Regions from separate parts of the Mus musculus genome. Here region 1 is linked to region 2. A link is a contact called in public HiChIP or PLAC-seq data. All regions are on one chromosome and are shown on one strand. The core of a region is the stretch at or near the end of the contact, and the rest is flanking DNA. Distances in the headings are between cores, read along the strand shown.

Region 1 (3,643 bases), core at 178-2,677, 52 kb before region 2:
GGCCTCACACAGAAAACCCAAATGACCAGACAGAACTGTTGACGCCATTCATTGTAAGAGAAAATGAAGACTAGGACTATATCATACATGCTCCAATTTATCAGTTTGCTAGAATAACAAGGGGCCAAGGAAACAGAGTGTGTGTATGTGTGAGTGTGTGTGTGCATGTACATGTGTGTGAGTGTGTATGTGTGTGCATGTACATGTGTGTGAGTGTATGTGTGTGTGTGCATGTGTGTGTGTATGTGTGTGTGTGTGAGAGAGAGAGACACAGTGAGTACATATGAGTGTATGTGTGTGTGTGAATGAGTAAATGAGTAAAAAATAATTTGGCCACACTGAAGAAAATTATAAATGTAGGCACCCTCTGACCCAGTGTCGCTACCTCAGGACTTTATTACCCACTACACATTGATTGTAAATACTTACTCACTGCAGCTAATCTGTGTCCATTAGCAAGAAACAGGTTAAACAAAGCACTGCAGATTCAGGCAATGGTATATTCTGTAGCCAAAGATTGGGGGGGGGCATTTAAAGACGCTTTTTAGTAGCAGTTATAAATTATTTAAGGTATACTGGGGGAAGCAAGAAGCCGCACATGGAGCACCATTTGCCCCAGGACGGAGGTTAAAACGGTCGGATGTGCTGTGTGAATGTATGCGAACTGGAGGATGGATGTGGAATCCACTTTCACTTTAAGCCTTTTGTAGTTCTTGAATTTTGAGTGCAAGTGCATGCTATATATGTATGCATGCTATATTTATAGTGCCATATATATGTATACATGGATATCTAACTATGGAAGGGAAGTGAGAGTCCCGTTAACTAGCCCATAATCTTTCTACTTCTGGAGAGCGAGGATTACAAGTGCGCGCCCCACCCCACTTAATTATTTTAAAAATGTGAAAGTATCCGTTTCTTTCCTTAATTCTTATACACACGAATGTGGGGCTTTATACACACAAAGATCCCTGATTTAGGTCAATCCTTGCAAGGCTCCTCACAGCCCAAAACCAAAATTCATTGCTTCATTACCCTCCCCCTGCCCCACCCCCTTACAGCTTTCTCAGCTCCACTGCAAACCCAAGGCCATCCCAGGCCTTGCTCTGCGGCACACCTAGGGCATCTGCTGTCTGGTATCTCTTGTACCTTCTAGGAAAGGGACAAAGGCATTGGGGACTTCAGCCTTGACTCCCAGATGCACCCTCATCTATTGCGCGGAGTCTTTCCCCATCTGCCGCACAAAGGCGAAGGCACAAAGGGGAAGGCATCTTTCTCTGCTCTCTCACACTGCTATTTCCTGACCTCAGTTTCATCTGCTCAGGGACAGGGGTTCTTCATGGCTCTACAGACTCTAGGGCTGAGTCTTCCTTGTTCCACTGTTGACTCCATGACCTAACCCTGTGACTCAGAAGTTAGGAAGGATCTGACAACATGCCAGGCATGTCCTGTAATCCCTAGGGAAGCTGGGACATTGGGACAATGAGGTCAGGGCCAGCCTGGGTTACACAAAGAGAATTTGTGGAGGGAGGGAGGGAGGGAGGGAGGGAGGGAGGCAGGGAGGGAGGGAGAGACTTCAGTTCACACCACTGATGGGCTAAGAAATGAGGACTGACTAAGGGTGTGGGCGTGGGGCACTTGCTGTATTGGACTGACTAAGGGTGTGGGCGTGGGGCACTTGCTGTATTGGACTGACTAAGGGTGTGGGCGTGGGGCACTTGCTGTATTGGATGGCCATGTGACACACAGGTTTGTCAGGGTTCTGGCTCTGCAGATCCTGGGAATTTGAAAGTTCACTGACCAAAGTAGAGAAGGAATTCAGCTCAGGTGATGGATTCAATGGCCTCTCAGACTCTTTCTTTTGTTCTGTCTGTCTGTCTCCCTCCCTTCCTCCCTCATTCCCTGGCTGCCTCCCTCCCTCCTTCCTAACTTCTGAGCTTTTAGGACTGCAGGTAATCAGAGATTCTTTGCATATGTCTGAGTATCCTTGATGGCCCATGGTTGGGATTAACCCCAAGGCTTTTTACGGGGCAGGAAAGTGAGGAAAGCTATGGTCTCCTTCCTCAGCCCTTGGATTTTGGAGACAAAGTCCTACTGTTTAGCTCAGGTTGGCCTTGAACTCGTGACTCTCCAGCCTTGGCTGAGGTTACAGGTGTGCACCATCATGCTTGACTCTTGCCATTATAGATTCTGATTCTGCAAGTATGGATAGAAGTCCAGAAGCCTGCATTTATTTAAAAAATATTGGGGACCTACTTTGTGTCTATGTAGTTGGTGTATGTGCACATGTGTTTGGGTGCATGTGCACTTAAGTACAGAGAGGCCAGGGAAAGCCTGCTCTTTAACTCTCTACCTCATTCCCTTGAGACGGAGCCTATTACTGAACCTGGAGCTAAGCTGAAAGGACCCTCACAGTGCTGAGGTTACATGCATGCACCCTCACAGTGCTGGGGTTACATGGACAGTTATGCCAGGCTTTTCTTATGGGTGCTGGGGATTCAAACTCAGATCTTCACACTTGCCCAGAAACTGTTCTTACCCACTGAGCCATGTCCTCTGCCCCTGGGACTTGCATTTTTGGGGAACCAGGAGACTCTGATGACTCTCATATATATATGAGTTTCAGAAAACAGCCTTTTGCTCTCCAAACACTTTTAAGTCAAAATCTTCAGTTAAAGACCACTGTGTAAATACGGCTCCAGTGACCTCTTCTCTGGGCTGAGTTCCCAGAAGAGTCTTTGCCAATGGAGCGAGCTGATGATCAGTGCCAACTCTGACCAGCAGGCCCCTGAGGGTGGACTTTGGCCTGTAACCAGCCACGGTCCTCAGGAATCAAAAGGACTTACCTGGTACAGTGTGAGCTGCCTAACAGTGTTGGAGCCTCTGGGTCTCAGAAAAGAAACTTCAGGAAAGGATTTAGACAGATGGCAGCAAGGATGAAACTTCCCGAGACACAGAAACCTTCCATTTTGACTACAGTGGGGGAGGGAAAGGTCTGAGGAAGGACGCCAGCACACGTTCCAGCCCTCGTAAGGCTGCACCGCAACCTGTATCTGTTTCTCTACATTAAATGTGTACAAGGAACTCTGTCCTTCCTGGTTTGTCTTCAGATGCCTTACTGCCACATCCCAGTGTGTGGGTAACATAAGTGGGGGTACCCTATTTTATACCCTATTTTAAAGGGAACCAGAAGGCTCTGGGCCTGGTGAAGAGGTTACAATTTGGAAGAAAACAAGGCTGGACCAATAGCCATGACTACAGACTCTCGAGTTAGCTGTTCACACTTTGTCCTTTGACCCTAAACTGAACTCTGAAGATTCTAGTCTGACAGAGCCTAAACAGAGCAGTAGTTTTCCTGTCCTGTGAAGGGAAGCTGTCTTAGGGTTTTACTGCTGTGAACAGACACCATGACCAAGACAAGTCTTATAAAAAACAACATTTAATTAGGGCTGGCTTACAGGCTCAGAGGTTCAGTCCATTATCATCAAGGTGGAAGCATGGCAGTATCCAGGCAGGCATGGCACAGGCAGAGTTAAGAGTTCTATGTCTTCATCCAAATGCTGCTAGTGGAAGACTGATTTCCAGGCACCTAGGATGAGAGTATTAAGCCCACACCCACAGTGACACACCTACTCCTACCAGG
Region 2 (3,956 bases), core at 1,404-3,903:
TGAAACAGGGTCTCACTATGTAGCCCTGGCTGTCCTGGAACTCACTATCTCACTATGTAGACTAGGCTGGCCTCGAACTCAGAAATCCACCTGCCTCTGCCTCCCAAACGCTGGGATTAAATTCATGCACAACTACACCTGGATTCAATGCCATAGTCTTAGCATTCAGAAGCCATGAGACTAAAACTTTAAAATTCTGTATTTCTACATTTGTATTTGTGACATGCTATTTAGTGCCCATTTATTTGCTTTATCTCAATACTAGTAAGAGTACAGAATTCTTTGAAGAGGCCTTTTACCACCCTCTCCCCTTCTCCTCCCATCTTTCTTTTTTTTTTAAAGATGTATTTATTTATTATATGTAAGTACACTATAGCTGTCTTCAGACACTTCAGAAGAGGGAGTCAGATCTTGTTACAGATGGTTGTGAGCCACCATATGGTTGCTGGGATTTGAACTCCGGACCTTCGGAAGAGCAGTCAGGTGCTCTTATCCACTGAGCCATCTCACCAGCCCCATCTTTCTTGAATAGCTATTTAAGGCCTGTTGTTCCAGCTGGGATTTCTAGAGGTACCCTAGCAAGCCTTTTCATAGTTTTCTGTCAGGCTGGTCTGGCCTCAGACCCTTGTTTGAGCCTCCCAAATGCTGAGGTTAGAGATGCTGCCATGCCTGGCAAACTTATTCATTTTTTGAAGAATGTTAAAATCCCCCCGGTGTTGCGAGGTAACTCCTGGATCCCTGAACTCTCCCTTCCCAGCCCCCAACACCCTTCAACAGGACAAATGAATGACTTAGGGATCCAGTCATACCTTCACCAAAACCTTATCTCAATTTAGGTATGGTGGTGCTAGTCTGTAATCTCAACACTTGGGAGGCAGAGTCAGGAGGTTTACAAGCTCAGAGAAAAGAAATAGATTGAGTCCCAGGCAAGTCTGGATTACATAGCAAGACTCTGTCTTAATACCACCATCTCCACACAATCACCTATTTACTTCTGGGCTGGAGAGTTGACTCAGATGCTAAGAACACTGGCTGCTTTTCCAGAGGACCCTTGTTTGAGTTCCAGCATTCACATGGTGGATCACAAACATCTGTGTTTCACGGGATCTGCCTACCCTTCTGGTCTCCCTAAGGGCATCAGGCACATCGGTATACAAACAAACATGCAGGCAAAACACCCATACACTTAGAATTATGTCACTAAAGTGTCGTTATTTCTATTATTTCTTTAAATACCTATTCCCATTGGACTGTTTGGTCCCATAGGGAACACAGATCTTTGAGCCACTCATCTTTGAATTGTCAGTCTGTAACAGTGTTGTGGTGAATGTATTCAGTAAGTATCCAGTGAAGCAAGCAGTCAGAGTAAAGGCCCCTGCACAGCCTCCTCCTCCTCCTCCTCTGTAGTTTGAGTCTAGCCCACCTCAGGCCAGAGCTGGCATTCTGCTGGTAGAGTTCTGTCCCCTCTTAGGTTCTCTCTCATGGTGTGTCATTTCCTTACCCATATATATATATGTCATTGATGTTTTGCCTGCATGTTTGTCTGTGTGAGGGTGCCAGATCCCCTGAACTGGGTCCCTGGAAGAGCAGCCAGTGCTCTTATCAGCTGAGCCATCGCTCCAGTTTCCTTATCTTTTAATCGAACATAAAGGCATCTCCTCGCTGGGTTGTTGGGAAGATGGCAACAGATACTTCATGGGAACCTCTTAGCACCGTCCCTGGCAGAGGACAGAACTTGTTTCTTGGGTTGGCTGTCATGTGTCTACAGTCATTTGGGAAGAGGGGAATTTAGAGAACGACCTCCTATAAGATTGGCCTGTGGGACATTGTCTTGATTAGTGATTGTTGTGGGAGAGCCCAACTTATTGTGGCTGGTGCCACCCCTGGGCAGGTGTCTCCTAGATGGTGGAAGAAAGCAATCTGAGCAAGGCAAGAGGAGCAAGCCATTAAACAGCAATCTTCCAAGGCTCCTGCTTCCAGGTTCGAGCCTTGAGTTCCTGTGACTTCCCCTTAGTAATGGGGCGTGACCTGAGAGTGGAAGCTGAAATAAACCTTTTCTCTCCTAGTTGCTTTGGCCATGGTGTCTTATCTCAACAGAAACTCTAAGACAGTCCTCAAAGGTATACCTGTGGAAACACGGAAGCAATAATTAAAAGCAATGACTCCGAGGCTGCATGTTTAACTGTTGAGAACCTGCTATGTGTCTCTGTACAGAAATGAGTCAGAGAACGTTTTCTGAAATTTGGGTTTTCAGGGAAGGCGGCTTGGAATGGCAGTGAAGGTGGTATTCCGGAACACAAGACTCAGTGGGGCATCCTGGCTTCACATTCCACAAGAACCTGCCGGGCGCAGAGCAGAACTGCTGGAATCCGTGGTGAGCAGTCCTCTGAGCTCTCTGTCACGTGTCTGACAATGACACTGAATCCGATCGTTGCCAACTATAACGAACCGGTTCAAAACTCACCTGCCGGTGTTCCTGGGTGCCCATGCGACCACGCTTACACCGAGAAGCGCTAGCTGCGAGGACATAAAGATACCTCAAACCGCGGATCACAGCCCGGCGCGCAGGGGTGGAGGATCCCTCTCCGGGCATGCGCGCTGGCCCAGTGGCGCGGCCCGACAGGCACTGCGGTAGGCACCCTCGGGTCCGGCAGGACCCTGTCCCCAGCATGGCGGCGCCCAGCGAAGTGGCCGCGGCAGTCCTCGGTGAAGGCGATGGCGGGGCTTTTGGATCCTGGCTTGACGGACGGTTGGAGGCGCTGGGAGTGGACCGAGCCGTTTACGCCGCTTACATCCTTGGCGTCCTACAGGAGGAGGAGGAGGAAGAGAAGCTGGACGCCCTGCAGGGTATCCTCTCTGCTTTCCTGGTGAGTAGAGTAGTCGGGACACATCCTATCAACCTCACGGAGAAATCTGGGAACCTCTTTCGTTACTTCACATCTCTCTTTCCTTTTGCTGTCACGAAGGCTTAGTGGTTTTACCGGAAAGAAGCATAACTGAGGGAGAAGTGGGCTGCTGCTCCCTCGCCAGATTTTGGGTTGCAGGTGTACAGAGAGGATGGGATCCCCATATTCCGGGCAACAAGGCTCCCTGGGTGCCTTTGGATGTGCTAGAGAGTATCCTGAAGCCATTAAGATGTGTAAATGGCAGTTCGATCATAAACGTCTAATAGTTCCATTTCTATGGTTTGCGATGTTTAGAGTGGGGAGTAAAATGTTTTTGAGATGTCTGCCCATTAGCGGGTAGTCTCAGGGCTGTCCCATGACAAAAGCCTGTGGGAAGTTCCCTTTTGGCTCCAATTTCAGTAGAGTCCTCAATTGGTAAGGTAATGGAGATCTTTTCACGATAAGCAACCTTGGGAAATTCAGTAATTATTAATGTGTGTTGGGTGGGGCGGTACCCTGTGATGAAGACAAACTGGAAACAGATAAGGTATTTGTATGGAATGGTGGCTGGTGCACATCTTTAGTCCTAGCACTCAGGAGGCTGATCTCTGTGATTTTCAAGGCCATCGTGGTCTACACAGAGAAACCCTTTTTTGTTGAAAAAACAAAACAACCAAAAAGAAGCAGGTTCGTGGGTGGGGCACAAACCTTTAATCCCAGCTCTCAGGAGGCAGAGACTGGCCTTTGTGGTCTACGCAGTGAGTTCCTGGACAGCCGGGGCACAGAGAAACCCTGTCTCAAATACTCAAATGCAGATTCGTCACAGTATGCTGTGATGTGATGCGTGATTATAATCCCAGCCCTGCAGAGGTCAGCAAGTGGGTGGCCAACTTTGGGCTTGCCAAGTGAGACCCTGGCAAACCAGACCAAGGAGACTCACTAATTTAGAAATTTGTAATTTAAAGCTGTATTTATGTATCAGAGGCGATCAAGACACCCACTTTTCTAATCTGATATTTGTGCGGTGTTCATCCCTCCCCGTTCCACTCCCAACAGAAACAGTTAGATTAT

What was found. HiChIP or PLAC-seq counts read pairs in DNA pulled down with a chosen protein or histone mark.
Region 1: an H3K4me3 HiChIP or PLAC-seq map of the SCID.adh cell line shows a contact between it and region 2, with 19 read pairs. The contact joins the enhancer-like site here to the promoter of Ccdc43 in region 2. A contact is called at or near these places in 1 of 15 datasets of contacts at CTCF or cohesin (the NIH/3T3 cell line), 1 of 484 Hi-C or Micro-C datasets (nephron progenitors), 5 of 115 datasets of contacts at active chromatin or transcription factors (the SCID.adh cell line, embryonic stem cells and pancreatic cancer cells) and 2 of 9 other capture datasets (adipose tissue and pancreatic islet).

Annotation. Positions count from the first base shown.
Region 1 is chr11:102,747,710-102,751,352 of GRCm38.p6, reverse strand. It overlaps the pseudogene Gm39501. Among named protein-coding and RNA genes, the nearest start is that of Adam11, 12 kb to the left of the region's middle. Within about 2 kb of position 1,427, at least 40 of the 459 cell types and tissues checked have an H3K27ac peak or open chromatin away from gene starts, as enhancers often do. A contact at or near this core is called in the SCID.adh cell line and pancreatic cancer cells, where this site is marked.
Region 2 is chr11:102,696,422-102,700,377 of GRCm38.p6, reverse strand. It overlaps Ccdc43 (coiled-coil domain containing 43), which reads left to right and starts at 2,653. Exons shown (of 5, transcript NM_025918.3): 1 at 2,653-2,867. The coding sequence starts at 2,670. It overlaps Gm34392 (a long non-coding RNA gene), which reads right to left and starts at 2,599. Exons shown (of 2, transcript XR_389053.1): 1 at 2,538-2,599; 2 at 2,164-2,438.